2 separate regions of the Mus musculus genome follow, and region 2 is linked to region 1. The links are chromatin contacts, called in public HiCAR-type maps. All regions are on one chromosome and are shown on one strand. Each heading gives the region's core, a stretch centred on a gene start, on an enhancer-like site or on the middle of the called end of the contact. The rest is flanking DNA. Distances are from core to core; before and after follow the strand shown. Region 1 holds the start of Mtf2 (metal response element binding transcription factor 2). Region 2 holds the start of Pcgf3 (polycomb group ring finger 3).

What was found. HiCAR-type assays count read pairs that join an accessible place to other places.
Region 2: a HiCAR-type map of astrocytes shows a contact between it and region 1, with 2.7 times the contacts expected there. The contact joins the promoter of Pcgf3 here to the promoter of Mtf2 in region 1. A contact is called at or near these places in 1 of 39 promoter capture datasets (neural stem cells), 1 of 484 Hi-C or Micro-C datasets (B cells), 3 of 115 datasets of contacts at active chromatin or transcription factors (astrocytes, embryonic midbrain and embryonic stem cells) and 3 of 9 other capture datasets (adipose tissue, liver and macrophages).

The regions. Positions count from the first base shown.
Region 1 is chr5:108,062,634-108,067,759 of GRCm38.p6, forward strand. Mtf2 (metal response element binding transcription factor 2) reads left to right here and starts at 3,041. Exons shown (of 15, transcript NM_013827.3): 1 at 3,041-3,332. The coding sequence starts at 3,328.
Region 2 is chr5:108,458,083-108,463,208 of GRCm38.p6, forward strand. It overlaps Pcgf3 (polycomb group ring finger 3), which reads left to right and starts at 3,177. Exons shown (of 11, transcript NM_172716.5): 1 at 3,177-3,369.

The sequences.
Region 1 (5,126 bases), core at 1,791-4,290:
GTTAAGCAAGAATAGTTTATTGAACAAACACCTTAAACTGAATGATCAGGACTGCAGAAAGAACTCAGAAACCTAATTTTGGTAGTAGTCTGCTCTTAGGGTAGGTTTTTTTTTTTTTTTTTAAATAGGAAAAACCAGGTTCAAAGGTTTAAAGGGAAAGGAGGGGGGAACATTTGGTTGACTAGGCAAAATATTACCAGCTGATCGTTAGGAATTTCCTGTGACTGGCAGGCATGTTACAGCAAGAATATGAAATAGCTGGCAGGCATGGGTCAAAATGGCTACAGCTATTCTGTGGGTGGGTGTCAGTCCATTACATCTGCTGCTACTGGTGAAATGAGCCAATTCAAGTCAGATTAGGCAGGTTTATTGGGAAACTGCTCTCCAGAGAGTGAGTTCACTGGCCCTAAAGAAGGAGGCCAAGGATGTCACCATGGGGGTGGGGGAAAAAAGAGAAAAAGGGTGCTCTTGAGAAAGAGAAGAGGAGGTACAGAGAGAGAGAGAGAGAGAGAGAGAGAGAGAGAGAGAGAGACCAAAATGTCTGACTTTTATAAGGAAGAGCCTCTGGGGGAAGGGCAGCCCAGCAGCCCCTGTGCTGAAAAGTTCAGGGTTGGGGGAGAGAATGACAGGGACTGAGGGATGCTGGGAGAATCTGCAGGCCAGGTCTGTTTGGGTATGTAAAATATGCAACTCAGTCCATGTACTGTGGTACAAAACCAATCACTCATGTCTACATAGGAAAAAAATTAAAGAGGTGTCAAGCACAGGTGGTGGCGCACGCCTTTGATCCCAGCACTTGGGAGGCAGAGTCAGGAGGATCTCTGAGCCTGAGGTCAGCCTGGTCTACAGAGTGAGTTCCAGGACAGCCAGAGCTATACCCATCTCAACAAACAAACAAACAAACAAACAAACAAACAAACAAACAGAAAAAAGGTGTCTTAGAGTTCTTTAATTTACAAAGTATTAGATCACTTTTTGTGACCAAAGGTGCCAAAGTTTAGGTCAGAAAGTGTAAAGCAGATTATGTTTCCTTGTATCGAGTTTTAAATTATGGCACCCACCTGATGTATAGTTTGTTTTCAAGATTTATATTTACTTATTTTATGTATATGTATAAGAGAGTCCTTCTCTTCAGACACACCAGAAGAGGGCATCGGATCCCATTACAGTTTATGACCCATTGTGTGGTTGCTGGGAATTGAACTCAGGACCTCTGGAAGAGCAGTCAGTGCTCTTAACCACTGAGCCATCTCTCCAACCTCTTTTAAAAGACTTACCTATTTTTATTTTATGTACTATGCTGTTTTGCCTCTTAGAATTAGAGCTAAAGACACTGTGATCTGTCATGTGGGTGCTGGGAATTGAACACAGGTACTCAAGAGCTCTTAACTACTGTGTGTGTGTGTGTGTGTGTGTGTGTGAGAGAGAGAGAGAGAGAGAGAGAGAGAGACAGAGACAGAGACAGAGTGTGTGTGTGTGTGTGTGTGAGAGAGAGAGAGAGACAGAGACAAGAGAGTGTGTGTGTGTGTGTGTGTGTGTGTGAGAGAGAGAGAGACAGAGACAGAGAGACAGAGACAGAGAGAGAGAGTGTGTGTGTGTGTGTGAGAGAGAGAGAGAGACAGAGACAGAGAGAGTGTGTGTGTGTGAGAGAGACAGAGAGAGTGTGTGTGTGTGAGAGACAGAGAGAGACAGTGTGTGTGTGAGAGAGTCAGATACAGAGACACATGAGAGAGAGAGAGAGACAGAGAGAGAGAGAAAGAGGGAGAGACACAGATTGATATAATGTACTGAATAAAATATACTGTATAATACAAAGCTAGCCATGGTGGCTCAGGCCTTTTAATCCCAGTACTGAGGAGGCAGAGACAGGAAGATCTCTGTGAGCTTGAGGCAAGCCTGGTCTACACAATGAGTTCCAGGACAACCAGAGCTATATAATAGATAGACTCTGTCTTCAAAAAAGAAAAAAAAATGTAGTATAATATGAATATGCCTATTTGCCAGATTTTTCAGAACCTAGGTAAAGGGAACTCTTTTTTGTTTTGTTTTGTTTTGTTTTTCGAGACAGGGTTTCTCTGTATAGCCCTGGCTGTCCTGGAACTCACTCTGTAGACCAGGCTGGCCTTGAATTCAGAAATCTGCCTGCCTCTGCCTCTCAAGTGCTAGGATCAAAGGCGTGCGCCACCACCGCCCAGCTTAAAGGGAACTCTTGAAATATGAGTGAAAGGAATTTAGATCATAAGAGGTATTTCTTCAGAGAGAAAATTCAGTACTGCCTCTGTGACATAATCTGTGATAAAAAGTATATGACTCTGAAAATATTTTCACAAAATAGAAACGTATTACAGGTGTTTCTATAAGTGCTGGGTTGCATTCAAATATAAGTCAAAGATATAAGCATGCATTCCATTTATCAGCTGGGCCTCATATAAAAGCCTGCAATAGTATGAAAGTTGTGTGTTCCTTCAATCAACTGCTTTGCAGGAGGGTATGCTCAAATTTCACTACAATTAGGAAAGGTCACAAAGCAGGTAAACAGGGAAAAAAAAATCTCGTTCATCGTCAGAGGAAAAAAAAGTGAAAATCTCCCATTACAGATTCCAGATAAGTTTGGATTTGGATAGTATTCATTGAACGAAATTTGCCATCCAGGGTCTCCTCCCCACTTAAGGGGATTATAACAGCAGGCCTCTAGGTGAAGGTAAAAGAAAAGTATTTTTTCCAGTTAATAATTTCCTTTCTTCAGAAAGGAAATCACCCCATCAAGATGTACTGAGCAATATCCTATTTCTGAGGGCATTAAAAAAGACCGCACGAAAGACTGGACACGATCTCTCTTTTTAAAAGACCTAGTAAGGCAAGCATCAGCGTCGGGAAGCGCTGCGCTCACTATTGTGTCTGCACCGGCAGCAAGAGGACTTAATTCCACCGCGACGTTAAAGAGTCCCTCTTTGTTCAGCGCTGGTCCGGGACGCAGGGCGCGGTGTTCCTCCGCGCTCGCCGCGCAGGCCCCGCCCCTCTGCGGCTCTGGAGAGCTGCCATTCGGCCCCGGAGTAGCTCCGCGCTCCCAGAATGCACCGCTAGTCCGCGGGAAACCAAAATGGCGAAGGGCTGTTGCGAAGTGGTCTGTGTTTGAGGCCGGTGTGAGCACGCACATTCTCCTTCCTAACCCTCGTCCCCAAGGAACTCGGTGTGTGTGTGCGTGTGCGCAGGGCTCCCGCTGGGGCGGGTGCCCAGGGAGTGCCCGGACTCGCGGGGGAGCGCCCACGGGAACGAGATTGCTTCTATTTTCCTGTATGAAGCGGTTGGCACCACTTAAGTGACCGAATGAGGTGAGAGACCTTGGCCTGGGAACCGACTCTTTGGGAGGAGGTTGGGATGAGGAGAGACGAAAGAAAGGAAGCAAAAGAAAGGGGAAAGATGGAGGCTCCGCTTTGGGCAAGGGAGTCCTGTGTGGGGGTGTTTTTGCATTGATGCATATGTTGAAAGAATGGATCGGGAGGGGTAGTCAGTGAGATGTTGGTAAAAATAGGGACTGGGGGAAGGAGCGGGGCGCCCCGCTCGGGAGTCAGTTGGTGGAATTAGATAAAACGTTGAGACAGGGAAGCTGTGTTTGGAGGGCAGGAAGGAACCTGGGGGCGGGAGACGGTTGGAGGGGCAGGATGAACCTGGTGATGAGGGGGTGGGGAACCGAGGGGAGGAGCCGTCAGAATGCGGGGAGCCTAGTAGAGGGGCTGACTGGCACTTTAAGGGGTGCTAAGGAAAGTAGCAGTTTGGAACCAGAGGGTGCTGGAATTGTGTGGAATTGTGGTAGGGGAATCTAGTGGTGGGCTAGATAGCTAGCGTACGAGGATGAGGAAAATACCCTGGAAAGCAAGCCCTGGAAGCTTAAAGAGAAGAAGTGATAGGTGAATTGATACGGGGAAGAGATAGCTTTTATTTGGAGGCATTTCTTCCGTTCAATTAAAATTTCTTGCCCTGATAATTTGTATTCATCATTACAACTTAGTTACTTACGGCACTAAGGGGTTTAACCAAAATTTTCCAGGATTTCTTAACACATTTCCATAGTGCCAGAACTCTTAACTGTGATTTACAATCTGCAGTCCTTGGTGGTTAATTTTTTCTTTGGCAGAGATGGATTTATTGAGTGGTACGAGAGATTGTGAACAATAGGAAAAGGGGTATGGAATGCTGTTTTATTCTTTAAAACCTTTAACTTTGGTTGAAGATATTACCATGCAACAGTAGTTAGAATTTGAAAACCCAGACAAGCCTGTAATTGACATAGAAAAGTACCTCATGAGATCAAAGTAGAGCTAGAAATATGTTAGTGGTTGGTTGACTCCGTTTTCTCTAGCAGCAAGTACTTTCTCCTTCAAATAGATTCCATGTAATCTTCATAGGAACTTCTGCAGACTGTTTTCAGCCTTTATGTTTTAATTTTTCTTTTGGGAATTTCTTTTTTGGGAGAGAATTGTGGGTAAAAAAACTGATTCTTTTTAGGATGCTGGATAATACTTTAAATGTTTATTTTTTTATTTAATGTATATAAGCACACTATTGCTGTCTTCAGACACATCAGAAGAGGGCATCAGATCCCATTACAGATGGTTGTGAGCCACCATGTGGTTGCTGGGAATTGAACTCAGGACCTCTGGAAGAGCAATCGGCACTCTTAACCACTGAGCCATCTCTCCAGCCCCCTGGACAATGCTTTAAGTGGAGGATTTTTGTTTTTTGTTTTTTTGTTTTTCCTTTTTAAGTTTTGAAGCAGGGTCTCGTTATATAACTCTGGCCAGCCTGGAACTCACTTTGTATTCCAGACTGGCTTGAAAAGACAGATCTGTCTGCACCTGCACACTGAATGCTGATGGAGATCACTACCATGCTCGGCTGTTATTACTTTACTTGAGTTCACATCAGCAACTATCATTGGGTATGCAACTATATTTAAATGTGTACTGTGGAGATTTCTTTTCCTTTTGTTTTCTCCTTTTCTTATTTATTTATTTATTTATTTACTTACTTATTTATTTATTTTTGGAGACAGGGTTTCTCTGTATAGCCCTGGCTGTCCTGGAACTCACTTTGTATAGACCAGGCTGGCCTTGAACTCAGTAATC
Region 2 (5,126 bases), core at 1,927-4,426, 400 kb after region 1:
TACACCACACAGCTCTCCAATGCCATTTCAGGTGTATTTTGAGAGACTGTTCTCTCTCTTAGGGTCAAATTCTCTTTTGTGTCTGCCCACCAGTGTTACTAGATGTGGATGTCACACCTGTCCCTGAGAGTTTTCACCATATGCAGTTGTAAATGCTTCTGTGCAATTAGGTCACAGTGTTTTATCATAGCAATATCACAGATAAGAACAAATCACCAAGCACTTCCCTCCCCTCCAGGTTTCCTGGCTTTATCAGGCTGGACAGAGCAGTCTTTTTATCTTATCCCACTGATAGAAGCCTCCTGGATCTCTCTAGACCACCAGAGCTTTCTAGTGATGCCTGCCTGGTGGACTTCAAGATCCCTCACCCTCTCCTTTTCCCCAATCTTCCCCAACTCTAAGTTTCCATGGAGGACTAACAATGCTAGGCTGAGAGCTTTGAAGAACTGTACAGATCAAGAGCCCTTACCTAGGCATGTGTATTGGCTTCCCCTAAGATTCACCCTTCTTTCTCTGGGTCCAAGACCTGGTTTCCTGACGTGTCTGTAAATTGACATTTGGCTTATTTGTTCAGTGTGTTAGTTGTTTAGGTGGGAGGGTCATACAGCTTTTGTATACTCATGCCTATTTTGCAGTGAGGGCTAGAGTCTCCATTATCCATGCTTTCAGCCACTGCAGGTAAATCAGCTCCACTATGGCCTTGAGGTGCAGGTGCGTAGTGTGCCCAGAGGCATCAGGAGAGCTGTGCAGTCTATGAGTGAGCACAAGAACAACAACAAGGAGTAGGAGGAACTAACCACAAGACAGGACCTGGGAGGAGTTTTACTCTTTTCTCTGCAATTGGCGGCCTCACACACTGTACCCAGGTGCTATAGGATTCTTTCAAGACAGCTAGGGGTAAGAGAGCAACCCAAGAGGAGAACATAGCTAAGTTAAATACTGCAGGGGTCACAGAGGTCATAACAGACCTTGAATTTAGTTCCAAATGTCTTGGAGCCCTGGGTCCAACATTTGTTGGAAGGCAGGGCAAAGCTGACAGGCTTAAGAGAGAACTTGCTTAGATGTAGAATCATAGAGTTAGAGAGACGGCTCAGCAGTTAAGAGCACACTAATCTGGGTTTCATTTCCACATGGCAGCTAAAAACAATTGTCTTTAACTCAGTTTTAGGGGATCCAATACTCTATTTTAGCCTCCAAGGAAACTGCACACATGTGGTATACAGACATGCATGCAGGCAAAAACACCCATACAATTAAAATAAAGATAATCTTTTGAAATGTTTTTTTTAAAAAGAGATATAGGGTCAGTTCACTCTGTTCTGGGTTAAGACAGCAGCCTAGGTGGGTGGGTGATGTGAAGACCATCATTACAGAGAACAGAGGGTTTACCAAGTACCCCAGAGAGGCTAGCTGGAGACAGAAGTAAGGAAGAAGGCATTCCCTCCCCTATCATCAAACTGAGCACCATAATTTCAGGTTTCTTCATTTGCTTGGCTGAACAAAAATATATACATGTACCTGTGAACTTAGTATCAAGACAGTCACATGATTTCAGGTCTCTTCTAGTCTCCAGAAATCTGGTTTCTGTCCTAGGTAAAGCCACTGGGTGGGTTTTGAGCAGGGAATTTCCCCCCAATTAATGCTTTATAAAAGCCACTATTTTGTGCTGAAAGTAGTCAGGGAGCAAGGACAAAACACAAGGATACTAGTTGAAAGCTATCTGCTCACCTAGGGATACAGGGTTAGGATTGGGGAAGGGACACATAGCTGGATTCTAATGTGTCAGCTGTTAGTTAGAGGAAGACTTCAGCGCTGGAAGGTGGGGGCCTAAAGTGGGCAACAACTTTCAGGAGAAACCAGAGGTTGTGTAAAGCGAGAGTTCCCTGAAGGTATCCCTGATAGACACAGAAGCAAGGTCTGAATCCTGGACCTAGAATGACATCTGAATATGGTCTTACCTAAGGCATGACAAGCCCATGTGAAGACAAGTGGTTTAAGGGTCTAGCTGTCTGTCAAGCTAGATGACTTCCTGAGATCTGTGCCCTAAGTCCAGGCCTGCTCATGGTCTTCTCAACAGTACCTCTTTGCTACCTCTAATACCAACACCAGATCCTCCATTATTCTAGGACTCTCCCTCAACCTTCTCCCCCATCAGTAGTCTCTCTGTGATACAAAGGCTGCCAGGCTTCAGTAGAGTATATTTGCCTTCCTGGGTGCCTATTCTGTTTTCCTTTCTTTCTTTCTTTCTTTCTTTCTTTCTTTCTTTCTTTCTTTCTTTCTTTCTTTCTTTCTTTCTTTCTTTCTTTCTCTGAGACAGGGTTTCTCTGTGTAGCCCTGGCTGTCCTGGAACTCGCTTTGTAGACCAGGCTGGCCTCGAACTCAGTAATCCACCTGCCTCTGCCTCCCAAATGCTGGGATTAAAGGCGATAACCCCTTTCAACCTCATTCTTTGCATGCCCCTTCTCCCAAACACCTGCTGGTTGGCCACCTTGCTGCTTCCTTGTCCCACCGCCTGTCTAGCATACAGCTGCCACAACCACTTTGTTTCCTAAGAACAGACTTCCAGTCCAGCATGGTAGGGCATTCCTTTAGTCCCAACACTTGGGAGGCAGAGGCAGGCGGATCTATGTTAGTTCGAGACCAGTCAGGGCAACACAGAGAAACCCTTTCTCGAAAATACAAGTAAACAAACAAACAAACAAACAAACAAGAACAGACTTTCTTTTCTCAGTTTATGCCCTCTGCCAGTCACAATGCACAGTGGACAACGGACAAATTGTGGGTTTCCACGGTCCGAAAGGCCAGCATAAGGGTCTCTCTGTGTCCACAGTGATTCCAAGAAAGGACAAAAATGTAAGCAGAAGGTTTATGGGGGTAGGAAACCCGTGGTCTAGATACTCCGGTTTCGTTCCTAACTCATGCAGTTGCCTGTCAGCGCGCGTCCTGAACAACCCGGCGGAGTTTCTCCAGGTAGTGCTTCTGACCACGCCTCCTGACCCACCTCTCACCTGTGACCACACCCCCGAGCTCCACCCTGCCTGTCTCGCCGAGCCAGCTTCCTGAGTCAATTGCTGCCTGCACGCGCCTGCGCTCTCTGGCCCCTCCTGCACCCCACCCCTATAGGCTCCGCCTTTCAGAGGCCCCGCCTCTCTCGTTTGCGAGGTGGGAGCTGAGCCACACACTGCGCATGCTCCAGCCGCGGCGCCCCCGACTCCGCACTCGGCTGGGTTCGGGCATTTCCGCCTCTTTGTTTTAAACTCTGCACGGCTTTTTTCTCCTCCTCTTGGGGGGGACCCAGAGGGAGCGGCGCCCCCTCCCCCTCCCGGCGAGCCCCCGCGTGCGCCCGCTCGCCCGCCGCCCGAGACGCAGGTCAGTGAGCCCGCCCCGCCTGGCCTGGCCCGCGCGCCCGCTCCTCAGGCCGCGGGCCTCGGCCCATGGGCGGCAGAAGGCTGCGAGCCCAGCGCCCCCGGCAGGCCCGGGAGGCGGGACCCTAAAAGCCTGCGAGAAGGCCAGGACTTCTCGCAGGTCTGGACCCCGGGAGGGCAGAACCCAGGGCCATGCTGGATCCCGGAACAATCTGGACCCAGGGAGGACAGGGACCTTGGACCAGACAGAACCCGGGGAAGAGCCTGCACAAGGCTGGACCCTTGACCAGGCTAGACCGGGGTGGGCAGAATCCTAGACCAGGCAGAACAGCAGCCGAGGTGGATTCCGAGCAGTCTGGACCCCGAGAAAACAGGACCTAGGGAAGACAAGGAGCTCAGTCCGGCTAGACCTGGCACCAGGCACGATTCCAGAGAACAGGACCCCGGAAGAACAGGAGTCTGGGCCAGGCTGGATCCAGGGGGATCAGGACCGCAGACCAGGCAGGACCCAGGACCAGGCCAGAATTACTGAGGGCTACTCACTGAACAGTCCTTAGGACTGGGCAGCTCTCCCATAGTTCTGGGACCCCAGGACAGGTGGAGCCCCGACTCTTGGAATGGACACTTGGGGGAGGGTCAGTATTAGAGACCTGACAAGAGTCTAGAAAAGGTCATTGAGGAAGAATGGCTCCCAGGACCTGGCAGGACTTAGAAAATGGCAGAATCACTTAGATGGGCCAACTAATGATAGATTACAGAGGAGGGTTAAGACCCTGAGACCACCCCACAGAGGGCCAGGGTGCTGGGACAAGGCCATAGGAAGGTCAGATCTCCCAGGGACAAATCGGCTGTAGAGAGCTGGGAAATCAAGGCTGGCTCAAAGGAATCTGGACCACTGTGGCAGTCCTTTGAGCAGTTTGAGGCCCTGAGGGTGAACTGTGAGGAGAGTTCAGAATATAGATAGGCTTCAGGACAAACAGGACCAAAGGTGGGTCCCTTTAAAATGAAAGCCTTGGAGCTGAACCGTGAGGATGGTCCTCAGGGATTACTTAGATAATAGTTGGAACTTTAAGGCAGGGAGGGCCTAGGACTCTAGTAATTGACCCCCGAACTCTGCTGAAAAGACTACTAGGCATTGGGAGGTTTCGATCAGCCCAGCCACAGGGAACCTTTGCTATGAAGTGCTTACACTCCCCACAGGTCCCCTAGCTTCTTGATGTTACAGAGTGGGTGAGGCTCTCAGCACAGTTGCAAGGCAAAGTTGGAGCTCAGCTGGGCTCCAAGGACTCAGGTATCAAGGGCATGCCCTGTGCTTGCTGCTTCATGCCCCAAGCCTCCAAGTTGCCTTTCGTCTGGTCTCCCCAGCTCCTACAGGACTGTGCCTTTCCCTAGTCTTGACCCCAGGTCAGTGGCTGTACCTTCACCCTCCTTCCTCCTCTCCCAGCAGGTCTTGAGGGTGTGGTGTAGAGAGGCTAGAGGCTAGGTGTCCAGTGGGGAGGAGGCCTTCCAGGAATAGGTAGGAAGGTGAGGGCAGTGAGCAGAGAGGACTGAGGGCCTTTTGAATAGATGAACACCTAGCACCCACACTCCTGTTTCTCTCCTAGAAAGGAAAGAGTTTTTGTTTCTCTGAAATCTTCCCAGCCAGTCTGTCATGGAGAACACAATATTTGTGGAAAAGTGAGATGTGTTTTTACTGTTGTGGGAGACACTAGGGCAGGTACTGAGATGTTCACTGAAAACCTGATATGTTTCAAGATAAGA